2 separate regions of the Sus scrofa genome follow, and region 1 is linked to region 2. A link is a contact called in public Hi-C data. All regions are on one chromosome and are shown on one strand. The core of a region is the stretch at or near the end of the contact, and the rest is flanking DNA. Distances in the headings are between cores, read along the strand shown.

The links. A called contact is a pair of places that touch in the nucleus more often than the background predicts.
Region 1: a Hi-C map of skeletal muscle shows a contact between it and region 2, with 8 times the contacts expected there. The contact joins the promoter of SCML4 here to the enhancer-like site in region 2. A contact is called at or near these places in 1 of 5 promoter capture datasets (liver), 21 of 47 Hi-C or Micro-C datasets (adipose tissue, blood, embryonic fibroblasts and 11 more) and 1 of 2 datasets of contacts at active chromatin or transcription factors (skeletal muscle).

Annotation. Positions count from the first base shown.
Region 1 is chr1:73,979,859-73,985,440 of Sscrofa11.1, forward strand. SCML4 (sex comb on midleg-like protein 4) reads right to left here and starts at 2,776. Exons shown (of 8, transcript XM_021090762.1): 1 at 2,422-2,776; 2 at 524-645.
Region 2 is chr1:73,880,668-73,886,140 of Sscrofa11.1, forward strand. All of the region lies in intron 5 of SCML4 (sex comb on midleg-like protein 4), which reads right to left. Among named protein-coding and RNA genes, the nearest start is that of SCML4, 99 kb to the right of the region's middle. Within about 2 kb of position 3,639, at least 26 of the 83 cell types and tissues checked have an H3K27ac peak or open chromatin away from gene starts, as enhancers often do. A contact at or near this core is called in adipose tissue, fetal liver, liver and 4 more, where this site is marked.

The DNA.
Region 1 (5,582 bases), core at 1,526-4,025, 98 kb after region 2:
TGGAACAATAGGTGGCCAAAGTCTGAGTTTGAAACTCTTCAGTGACTATACACTCCCTCAGAAGGAAATAGGCAAAACATGGAGTCCCCATCATGGCCCAGTAGTTAACAAACCCGACTAGCATCCTTGAGGACGAGGGTTCAATCCCTGGCCTTGCGCAGTGGGTTAAGGATCTGCCATTGCTGTGAGCTGTGGTGTAGGTCATAGACAGGGCTCGGATTCCACGTTGCTGTGGCTGTGGCATAGGCTGGTGGCTACAGCTCCTACTGGACCCCTAGCCTGGGAACCTCCATATGCCACGTGTGCGGCCCTAAAAAAAAGAAAAAGAAAAAAAGAAACAGGAAAAACATTATTTTGAAGCCTCAGATTTTGATCGTGAGTCACAGAGAGAGAGTCATGATCGTGAGAACACGGAGTTGCATTAGAATTTTATCACCCAAGTAAGAGGATATAGTATGGGGAGGCAGGGTTTTGTGAGACCCAAATTATCACGAACATTTATTACACATTATTAAATTTTTACCTCAAATCCTCCAAATGTCTGCGTTTGTTTTTCTCTCCTGGACCAATTCCTAGCTCCCCATCTCAGGCGCCACACGTGTTAGACAAATCTGTGGAGGATGCTCTGCCCAGTCCCCATCCTACCTGCAGTGAGAGGAGACAAGTGGGCCTCCAGCCTGGGAAAGAAAAGAATCCCTCCCTGAAGTCAGCGTCTCCTCCCCAGAAAGGCTCACTGTAGAGAGGAAAGTGTCTCTCCTGGCAGGAGCTCAGCTATCCTCTTAGACCAAGTTTAAGTGGCTGACAAGACCAGTGCGCTCTCCCAGGAAGCCTGAGCACTTCCTGGGTTCTAAGAGCTTCCTGACCACAGCTCCAGCCTGGCAGCCAATGCCCTGTTTACCAAGGTGCTGATGGGACACCCCCCCCCAATCAGGTACCAATGAATTGCACCTCCATTCATTGGGTTATCTTGGCATTATGGGTTAAATTGTTTCCCTCGCAAAAACATATGCTGAAATCCTAACCTCTCGGTTCCTCAGAACATGACCCTATTGAAATAGGGTCTTTTCAAAGGGACTCGGGGTAATGTGAGGTCATTAGGGTGACTTTTAATCCAATATGACTGGTGTCCTTATAAAAAGGAGAAATTGGAACACAGAGACAGACATGCCTAGAGGGAAGACAAAAACAAGAGACATGGGGAAAAGACACCATGTTTGAGCCAAAGACATATCCTGGGATGATCCTCTCCTCACAGCCCTCAGAAGGAATCAACTCTGCTGACACCTTGATTTCAAAAATCTAGCCTCCAGATCTGAGACAACACCCTACTGTTGTTAAAGGCACCGCATTCGTGGTACTTTGTTTCATCAGCCCTAGGAAGCTCATACACTTGGCTTCCTCTCCTCCAAGACTAAGAAGGTCAAAATCAAGGAGGAGCATATCTGAGCCAGTCCTATTTGGATGGGGTTCCACAGTGGAGTGAGGGAAACAAGCTCAACAAGGGCCAAGTGGTGTGAGTGTGCATGTGTGTGTGTGTGTCCCATAGGACAGTGGCTGTGAAATGGTTCCCCAGAGTGAGGTCCCCAGGAGGCTCCCACAGGCCTTGCTCAGGGTGGTGTGCAACTGGTATGATGACTTCTCTCTTTCACCCACCCAACAGTTCCTATTCAGCTTGGTCTTGGGTCAGAAAGTAAAACCTCTCTGCCAAAATAGCAAAATACAGATTTATCCATTCAAATACATTAATATAAAAATATTAAGCTTCTCAAAAGGACAGGTGCCACAGACATAAAAGGCAGCAGCTTTAGCTGATTCCATGATCTAAATGATCAACTGCTTGTTTTTAACATCCGTTAAGAGAGCTGATGGCTTGCGGGGAAAAAAAAATCGCAGACAAGGTTACACTTGAGTTTAACAGGAACAAAACAGAAATTTGATTTTTTTTAACTAGCCGGTTTCTATAAATTAAATTAAAATGTAGAGATAAGAAGACATTCAAAAGATAAAACAGAAATGAGTATCTCTTATAGTGAGGCCTTCACACATTCTTACATTTGCCCAAAACTTTCCCTTCCTCCCTCCACAGAAATTCATCCCTGGCTAGAGGTGCCAGAAAAAATACAGGACACTCAGTCAAATTCGAGTTTCAGATAAACAAGGAATGCACACACACACACACACACACACACACACACACACACACATTCAGTATACTAAATGTATGTATTATATACATATATGTGTATATTTATTCATATATTCATATATTTTATATTATGTAATACATATTTAGTATAAGTATTTTCCTAAATATGTAATATATATTTAATATACATTTTAGTATCAGTAGCTACCAAATATAGATAAGACACACTTAAACACTAAAAAACAATTTGTCGTCTCTCTGAAATTCAGATTTACCTGGGCATCCTTGTGTGTGCGCTAAATCTGGCAACCCTGTTCCTGGCCCCAAAGCAAGGCCCCTGACAGCTCTGAGGGCAGTTGTGGCGGCGCGTCCTAAAGAGGATTACATTTAACCTGGGGGTGGCTGTGTGTTCCCCTTGCTCTAGCGAGAGCCCTAAAGTTACTTGGGTCAACCCTCTGAGGCAGTGACTCCAGGTAGCTGTCCACCCCCAAGGTGGGTTGGGGTCAAGGAAGCCCGGGCCCGGGAAGGGCGGAGGCGCCCCCTCGGGCAGGACCCAACGCTGAAGCGGCAGTGACTCTCTTTTGCCTCCAGGGGTCCGAGGAGCAGCTGCTCGACCCGGGAGTGGGCGAAAGGGACGTGATCGGGACTCCGGGTCGGGGAAAGGGTGTCGGGAGTGGCTTGGGCCCCGCCCGCGACCTTGAGGCGTGGCGTAACTGAGGGACCTCAGCGGAGCTCCTGCCACAACCGCCAGCGCCGACTCCGGGAAGGGGCCCCGGAAGTCCCGGTTCCCGCCGGCCTGCGCCTGGCCTTCTCGCGCCCCCTGGCGGCCGCAGCTGGACACGCCGCTCACGACCCTCAGTTCCCGCTGGAACCCGGACAGGGCACAGAGCGCCTACCCTGAGGATCAGGAGTCCTGGGGTAGCTAGTGCTTCGTGGGGCAAGGAGCAAGAAAGTGACCGTTTCCACCAAAGACACCTCTTTCAAGGTCTTCACAGTTGTATTGCCCCCAAACTGCCTGGTCACCTAGTTCTGGTGGCAGAACGAGCGCTTGGTGGAAAGTCCCCCAGGGATAATACCACTGTTGCTGAGAGCATTTTTGCCCATCTCTTCTGCAGGTATTGAGTAGCGTCATGCTCCGCTGGCCCCACTCCTTAGACCGCCTTGAGTATGTGTGATAAGAAATCCATCTTTTCAAATATAAGACTTGCCAAACTGTAAGCAAAATACGAGTAGACATCTTCCTCACTGAGAATTAATACCCTCAGGCTCTTGCTGAGGATATTAAAACTCAAACCAAAAAGATCAAGGTCTTGGGATTGTTTTACATAATTCACACAATGTTTCCATTCTCTCCCTTCCCACTGTGCTGAGCCCACTTTCTCTAGGCAGACAGAAGAATCAAGATGCAGATATCCTAAGTGAAAGCCAAAGAAAGAGATGTCAATCTGAACAGCCAACTATCTCTCACCCCCCTTCTCCACTCAAGCAAGTTAACACTGACAAAATCTGTCAAAGTTTTCATGGTGGGTGGTTAATTTTATGTGTCAACTTGGTTGGGCCAAGGTACTCTGATATTTGGTCACACACTGGTCTGGATGTTTCAGGGAAAGCTTTCTGGGTTTTTTGGTGGTTGTTGTTTTGTTTTGTTTTGTTTTGTTGTTTTTGGCATGCAGAAGTTCCTGGGCCAGGGATGGAAACTGCACCACAGCAACAACTTGGGCCACTGCAGTCACAAGGTCAAATTCTTAACCCACGATGCGATGCCGCAAGAGAACTCTCTGAAACTATTTTTTAAATGAGATTAACATTTCAACCAGCAGACTTAGAGTAAAGCAGATTCCACCCCCCACCCCATAATGTGAGTGGATCTCATCCAATCAGCTGAAGGCCTCAAAAGGAAAAAGATTGACTTCCCCTGAAGGAGGGAATTCTGCCTGCAGACTGCCTTTGGACTCAAGTCTCATCCACTCTCCTCTGGTCTCCAAGCCTACCAGCAGCCAACTCTGGAGATTTGGGACCTTTTCAGGCTCTGCAATTGTGTGAGCTAATTCCTTAAAATCCTCTCTCTCATACATACTTATAGAGATAGATGGATACAGGCCCACTAATAGAATGTATAGAGCTATAGGTACACCCTGCTGGTTCTCTTTCTCTGGAGAATCCTGCCTAATTCAGCATCCCACAGCCTACCAGCTCAGCCCAGACCCATCCCTCTCACCTGTTGCAGAACTTGGCTCCTGCAAGACCCCCTCTTGTCTTTTAAATTTTTCCTGTCCAGTAGATGATTTGCTTCTGCATAAAATGTACTGTTCTTTCTTTCCTCTTAAAAAAAAAATCTTGAGTTCATTTCTCTTCCAGCTGCTACTCTCTTTCTTTGGTCCTCTTTGTAACAACATTCCTCTAAAGAGTTGTATATGCTCTTTGTCTCCAGTTCTTCCCTCCCATTCTCTTTGCTTGCTTTTTATTGTGAAATACAACACATATACAAAAAAAAAGGGAGTCCGGAAGGTAAAAACAGAAGCATACAGCTTAATGATTTATCCAAAACAAATACACTTGCTACCACCATCCAGGTCAAGAAATAACACATTCACAATAGCACAGAAGCCTTTCTCATGCCCCACCCCCTACCTGCCCCTGTCTGCCCCCAAAAGTAGCCACCATCCTAACTTTTATAATCATCATGCCCTTGATTTACTTTATTGTTTTACCTTCTAAGTATGCACCGTACTTTAGTTTTACCTGTTTCTGGCACTTTAAACAATAGAATAATAAAAAATGTCTTCTGTGACTGTCTTCTGTCACTAATATCGTGTTGGTAAATTCACCCATGTTAACAAATGTAACTGCATTTCAGTTATTTTCCTTACTTTATTGAAATCCAGTTGCATTAGTTGTCTATTGCTGTATAACAAGTTAATATTTAGCAGTTAAAACTAACATTAATTATATTGCCTATGTCCCGAGAGTCAGAGATCAATTGTGGCTTAGCTAGGTGTCCTGGCTTTGGGATTGTCATGTAGCTGCAGTCAAGCTGTCATCTGAGGCTATAATCTCTGAAGGCTTTTGAAGATTGGAGTTCCTGTTGTGGCTCAGCAGAAACAAATCTGACTAGCATCCCTGAGGATGCAGGTTCGATCCCTGGCCTCGTTCAGTGGGTTAAGGATCCAGCGTTGCCATGAGCTGTGATGAAGATCACAGATGCAGCTCGGATCCCACGTTGCTCTGGCTGTAGCATAGGCCAGCAGCTACAGCTCTGATTCAATCCCTAGCCTGGGAACCTCCATATGCCTCAGGTGCAGCCCTAAAAAGACAAAAATAATACTACTAATAATAATTTTGAAGATTAACTTCCAAATCCACTCACATAGCTGTTGACAAGATTCTAGCTCCTTGCCACATGGGCCTCTCCATAGAGTTGCTTATGACGTAGATT
Region 2 (5,473 bases), core at 2,389-4,888:
AGGAAGGCTAATGTTTTTTTGAGCACCTACTATGGGCCAGCACATTCCATTCCAGTGAGTGGGAAGGCTGCCATTATATTCTCTTTATTGGAAAGTTTTCATATTCTGGAATACTAATCCTTTTTGTGTCCCCAGTGGCAAGAGCTTTGGTATATGTGAGGAAGCTACTCACAGCGTCTGGCATGGTGTTTGGCATTCAGAGGCACGCAATAAATATTTATTAAACAGATATTTGGGCAGTAAGTCTGCTGTTACACAGAAAATACATTAAAATTCAGATGATAAAGAAGTAAATATAAATTCTTCATGCATATTCAGGATAAACAATGAAAAATCTAACTAAAACATTTATTCTATTTATTAAATATTTTAAATCCAAATTAAATACGCCTATGGAAGTCTGAAAGTCTAAGGTAGAGAATGCAGATAATTCCCCAAACTGCGCAGTAGCTGGAAAATACAGATGCAGATGGAATATTGTTCTCTTATGACAATGGGTGGAAATGGGGAACAAGGGAATATGGACCTTATTGGTTGAAAAACTGCTGACAACCATGGGTGAGATCGAAGGTAATAAAAGCCATCTTCTGGGCTGTAATCCAAATGAATTCATCAGAAAGTAAAACTGACTTGAGAGAGCATCAGCCATAGCCCTCAACCCAGCAAATACATGCCAACGATTCTGGAGGCGGCCAGGTGGGCATTCATGGAGACAGATCACTAAGCCCCAGCCTTGATCCAGCACAGCCTGTAGCTCCTAGGAAGCCTGGGAGTGATTAGCATGTTCAGGTGCACACACCAGGGTGCCATTCAGAACTGAAGAGGATGCATCTGCTCAAACCTGATTAAAAAAGGTTTTCCTCACCTTTATAAATAGAGGTGCTGACACCTACATCATATCTGAGTGTAAAAAATGACTGATACAGTGAAGGCCATCATGCTTCAACCACAGGACTGAAAAGGACCTTCACAGAGCACTTGGCCCAGCATTTTTCCGAGTGTTAAATGCATCCCACTGGTGGGACAGGAGATGAGTCTTGGTGGTACTTTGGTGCATTAATTTCCCAAGGCTGCAGAAATTACCACAAATTTGGTGACTTAAAACAAGAGAAATGTATTCTCACCTAGTTCTGGAGGCTACCAGTCTGAAATCAGCATGTTGGCAGAGCCACGCTCTCTCTGTGGGCTCTAGAAGAAGATCCATCTTTGCTTCTACATGCTTCTGGTGGAAGTCAACAATCTGTGGTGTCCCCTGGCTGTAGACACACCCTCCAGTCTCTGCCTCTGTTGTCACATGGCATTCTCCCTGTGAGTCTGTATCTGTGTCCAAATTTCCCTCTTCTTAGAAGGACTCCAGTCATGGAATTAGCACCCATAATCCAGTGTGACCTCATGATTACCTCTGCAAAGACCCTATTTTCAAAGAAGGTCCCTTTCGCAGGTACTGGCAGGTAGGACTTGAATATATATCTTTTTGGCAGACACAAAAACAAGTGAACGTTATTTTTTTATTGCCATATGTTTTAGCATACAGCAATAAAATATAATTAGCCCATCAAACTATGATTTCACTGATAAGGTATCACTGCTTAAGAAGACTAAAGGCTAAGGTTAAAAGAAACATCCATTTAAAGGAATATCTTGAGTAAACACTTCTATAGGTTTTACTCAGACATAACAAGAATTATGAAGGTGGTAAATTGACATAGGAATGCCTTGAGCTTGCCCTAAATCTTCTTTTCAGGCACGGTGGTATTTGGAGAGGAAAATAAAGGAAATAACTGAGCCTCTTATCTAACACTTTCCCAGAAGAGATTTTACAGTTGCCTCACAGGTATGTCATTGTGCCACAAACCTCACTGCCTGCACCTTCTTCCTTATATCTGACCTCAATTCCTCTTGCTCCAGTTAGAAAGATGACTGCTGGATACATACTTTTTATACTAGTAAAACCATTCAGTCATCCAACACATAGGTAAGATGAATTATAGGTATCAGAACTCCTTGCAGCTTAAGAATTTAATAAAGTGTGACTCATGAGTTGCTACCTAAACCATTATCTAAAATTGAAAAAAAAAAAAAAAAAAGGACCAAATCTATGTTTGGAGAGAGAATGACACTTTTCAAGCAGTTCTGCAGCTAACTGGTAAGTGAACACCAGATGGGGCCAGCAGACCTGGGATTGCCCTGCATGAATCCAAGTCCCCACACAGACTCATGGCAAACCACAGGGTTGGCAAATTAAGATGTTCCTGATCCTTTTGTCCTAGATTCTTAGAAAATCTCTTTTCATCTGAAATGAGCTGTCTTATCACCCTGGCACCTCTCCTTAAACAAGAGGATCCAACCCAACCTCTATTTAAGCCATTGCAGCGCTGTGGACACCAGCTCAGCAGAACAGGGTAAACAAGAGGCACTTTATGTACTTCTCTTCTATAACCTCTGCCTCTATCCAAGATACTAAGGATGCCACTTATAAATCATTAAATCTTTCCTCCAGAATAATCTGCTTTCGTGCCATCACAAGAGCATGCTTAGCTAAAAAAAAAAAAACACAGGTGCAAATGGCACAGAGATGCCTGCCGCATTTTCAGGGTTTAGTGTCTCGGGAAATTTCAGGAGGCTGACATGCCTTTTTCAGTATGGCTAATCTGTGTGTGGACTATGGTTTTCCCCTATGAATGAAGCCTGCCTATTAAGCCAAAGAATACTCTGGAAGAGTTCAAACTCACTCAAGCCTCCAAGGATACCCTTTTGCTCCTGAATCTGAACCATGTCTAAGCCTCCTTGTTTGGAGAACAAAGCTCCAGGATCTGAGTGTGTGACTTCTCTCTGCCCCTCCCACTGCACCCCTGGGGGATTCCCAGTGCAGCCTATCCTGCTGCACATCTGGAGGGTATCCTGAGCACCTGGAATGGGGAGAACCTCTAAAGAGAAGCAGGAAAAGGCAGAGGGACAGGAAAGAGAAAGCCAAGAGCCAGAGAGAGGAAGAGATGGTGCTACAGCAGCAAGAGTAGCCTGGAGAGGAAAGAAGGGCCCATGTGGATGAGACCAAGGCTTAGTTCAGGGGGTATGGGCCCCTTTTCATGTAGGACACAAGTCTCAAGTAAGCCTGGACTATTTAACTCAAAGAATTTAATGGTACTTGGATTCTCTAATCAAATGAAGCCCTGAAAAACTGCAACACCACCATCTGCAAAATTATTATCAAATAATACCTCTGCATGCAATAATAACCCTGCATCCCAGAGTCTCAAACACTGTTCTTCCCAGAACTAAATAGTTCTCTATCTCTCTCTCTCACACAAACACACACACACACACACACACACACACACACACACACACACACAGACTCACCCTCTAACCCCTGCTTTATTTCCCCATGTCAGTTACAACTTCCCAGTTGAAGGAACAGCTGCACAGAATGAACCCTTTCTACAATCATATCTGCCAGCTTCCCTGAGGCTGAAAGCCATTGCCTCTCTTGGGATTGATTGCCAGTGGGTCTGCCAGGCCAGCAGGCCACACAACCCTGCCTAGGCTGGCAAGAAGGTCAGACCATGGGATCAGTGTCCAGAGAGCTCTGTGTGTGTGAGTGCCTTGGCTCTGCCACTTAAAGAGACAAAGCACCATGGATCCTTAGGCCTGAAACCCAGATTAGAAAGGGAAGTAACACAGTCAGTCCATAATACCACCACTGGAATAGCTGTGGAATAACTATTCCCCTAAGGGCACAGCCAGTAGGGTGTGGGATGCCAGAACGAACTGCAAGGAGAGAAGCAGAAAGAGGAAGCAGGGGCAGGAAACCATAGCAGGTTCCAGCAGAGTTGTCCCTCCCCTGCTCAGAGCCCTGACACAGTGTGGGGGGGGGAGGGGCTTCGTTTCCTACCTTGGGTGGCTGTGTCTCTGCCACCAGGCAGTCTCACACACGCTCCTCTCCAGCACTGCTGGCGCCCAGCACGTGCTCAGTGCTGTGGGAGGCAGGGAGCACCTCTAAGGGACTTCTCGGTGGCAGAAACACGCAGATTTCCTCTCTGTCCTCCTGCTGCCTTTCACTGAGGCTCTTGTGGAGGTTTGCAGATTTCCTTTACTGGGGCTCAGTCCCGCCCCTTGTTCTTGCTCAGATAAGCTCATCACGTTTTCCCTTAGGGCTCTCTGCAGCCTCATGTCCCAGTCTTCCTGGTTCAAAGGGCACCAGGCCACACCACCTACGAGGCTTAGCCTGTCATTCACTTCAATTAAATTTTCCATTAACTTGGTCTCTGGCCAGTATAGATTTTCTCTTCAAGCTTATCTCTAAGTTCAGATGACTCAGCCCTAAGAATCAACCTTATGACTCCCCTCAGGTCCATTTAAGTACATTTGTATTTTTTTCTTCCCTAATGAGATGTGCAGAAACCAATCATAATTTTAATGCCCAACACCTCAACCTCTTTAGTCCTTTCCAATGTTTCTGGTTTGTCTGAGACTTTGTTCTCTAAGATTTCAGATTTCCTCTTGTGCAAATTTTGCCCCAAAGCAATTTTGTCCCGTTTGGAATCCTGAATGCCCTTTCACTCTCCAGAGGAGAGAGCAGGTTCCATCACCACCTCTCTATGGTCTTTTCTTTGCAGCTTTGCCAAGCTTCTATCCCAAGGTTGCCCTGTTGTGAGATGCTCTGGGAGGGGGTCTACATGGCAAGGAATCAACAGAGTTCATGGGAAATAGAATTCTGCCAACAACCACATGAATGAGCTAGGAAGTGAACCCTTCCCTAGTTGACCTCTGAGATGCTTGCAGTCTTGTGAGAGACCCAGAGCGTCGAGGAACCAGTTCAGTTGCATCTGAATTTCTGACTCACAGAAACTGTGAGATAATAAATGTTATTTTAAGCCATTCATTTTTGGGGTCATTTGTCACACAGCAATAGATAACTGATACAGGTGGGAAAGTGGGATTTGTTTCATTCTTCTTGACTCTGCATATCCAGGTTGAAAGTTGCAATTATTCAGGAGCAGCTAGGATATATCTGCTATAGAGTATCTAATTCTCTGTCAGGACATTTATGGGATTTTTTTTTTCAAAATTAAAGGGTTTGCTGCTTATGTCTAAGACCCAGACACTACCCCTTAGTAGGTCATGAGTTTATCTTAGAAGAATACCAGTATCCAAAGTTGCTTCAATTGCTCTGGGCAGGGCTTGCCATTTTAACCCTAGTTCTGATGTATGGTCAGTAGATACTGGTGTTGATAACCTTCAGGTATTACTTTAGGACCCACCACAGGGGCTCAGAGTATCAGTCCAGTGGAGCGGCCCAAAGAATAGAGTATCCAATTATAGCTACTGTGGGCCCTGGAAGTTTTGGAATAGCTACATCTCATGTACTTGGTCCTCTGTTTCCATCACTCTTGAGCTTTCTGTGTTCTGATGTATAAATCAGAGACCTTGTCCACCATCTCCTTGAATCTCCCTAGAGAGCTCACCTATTTGC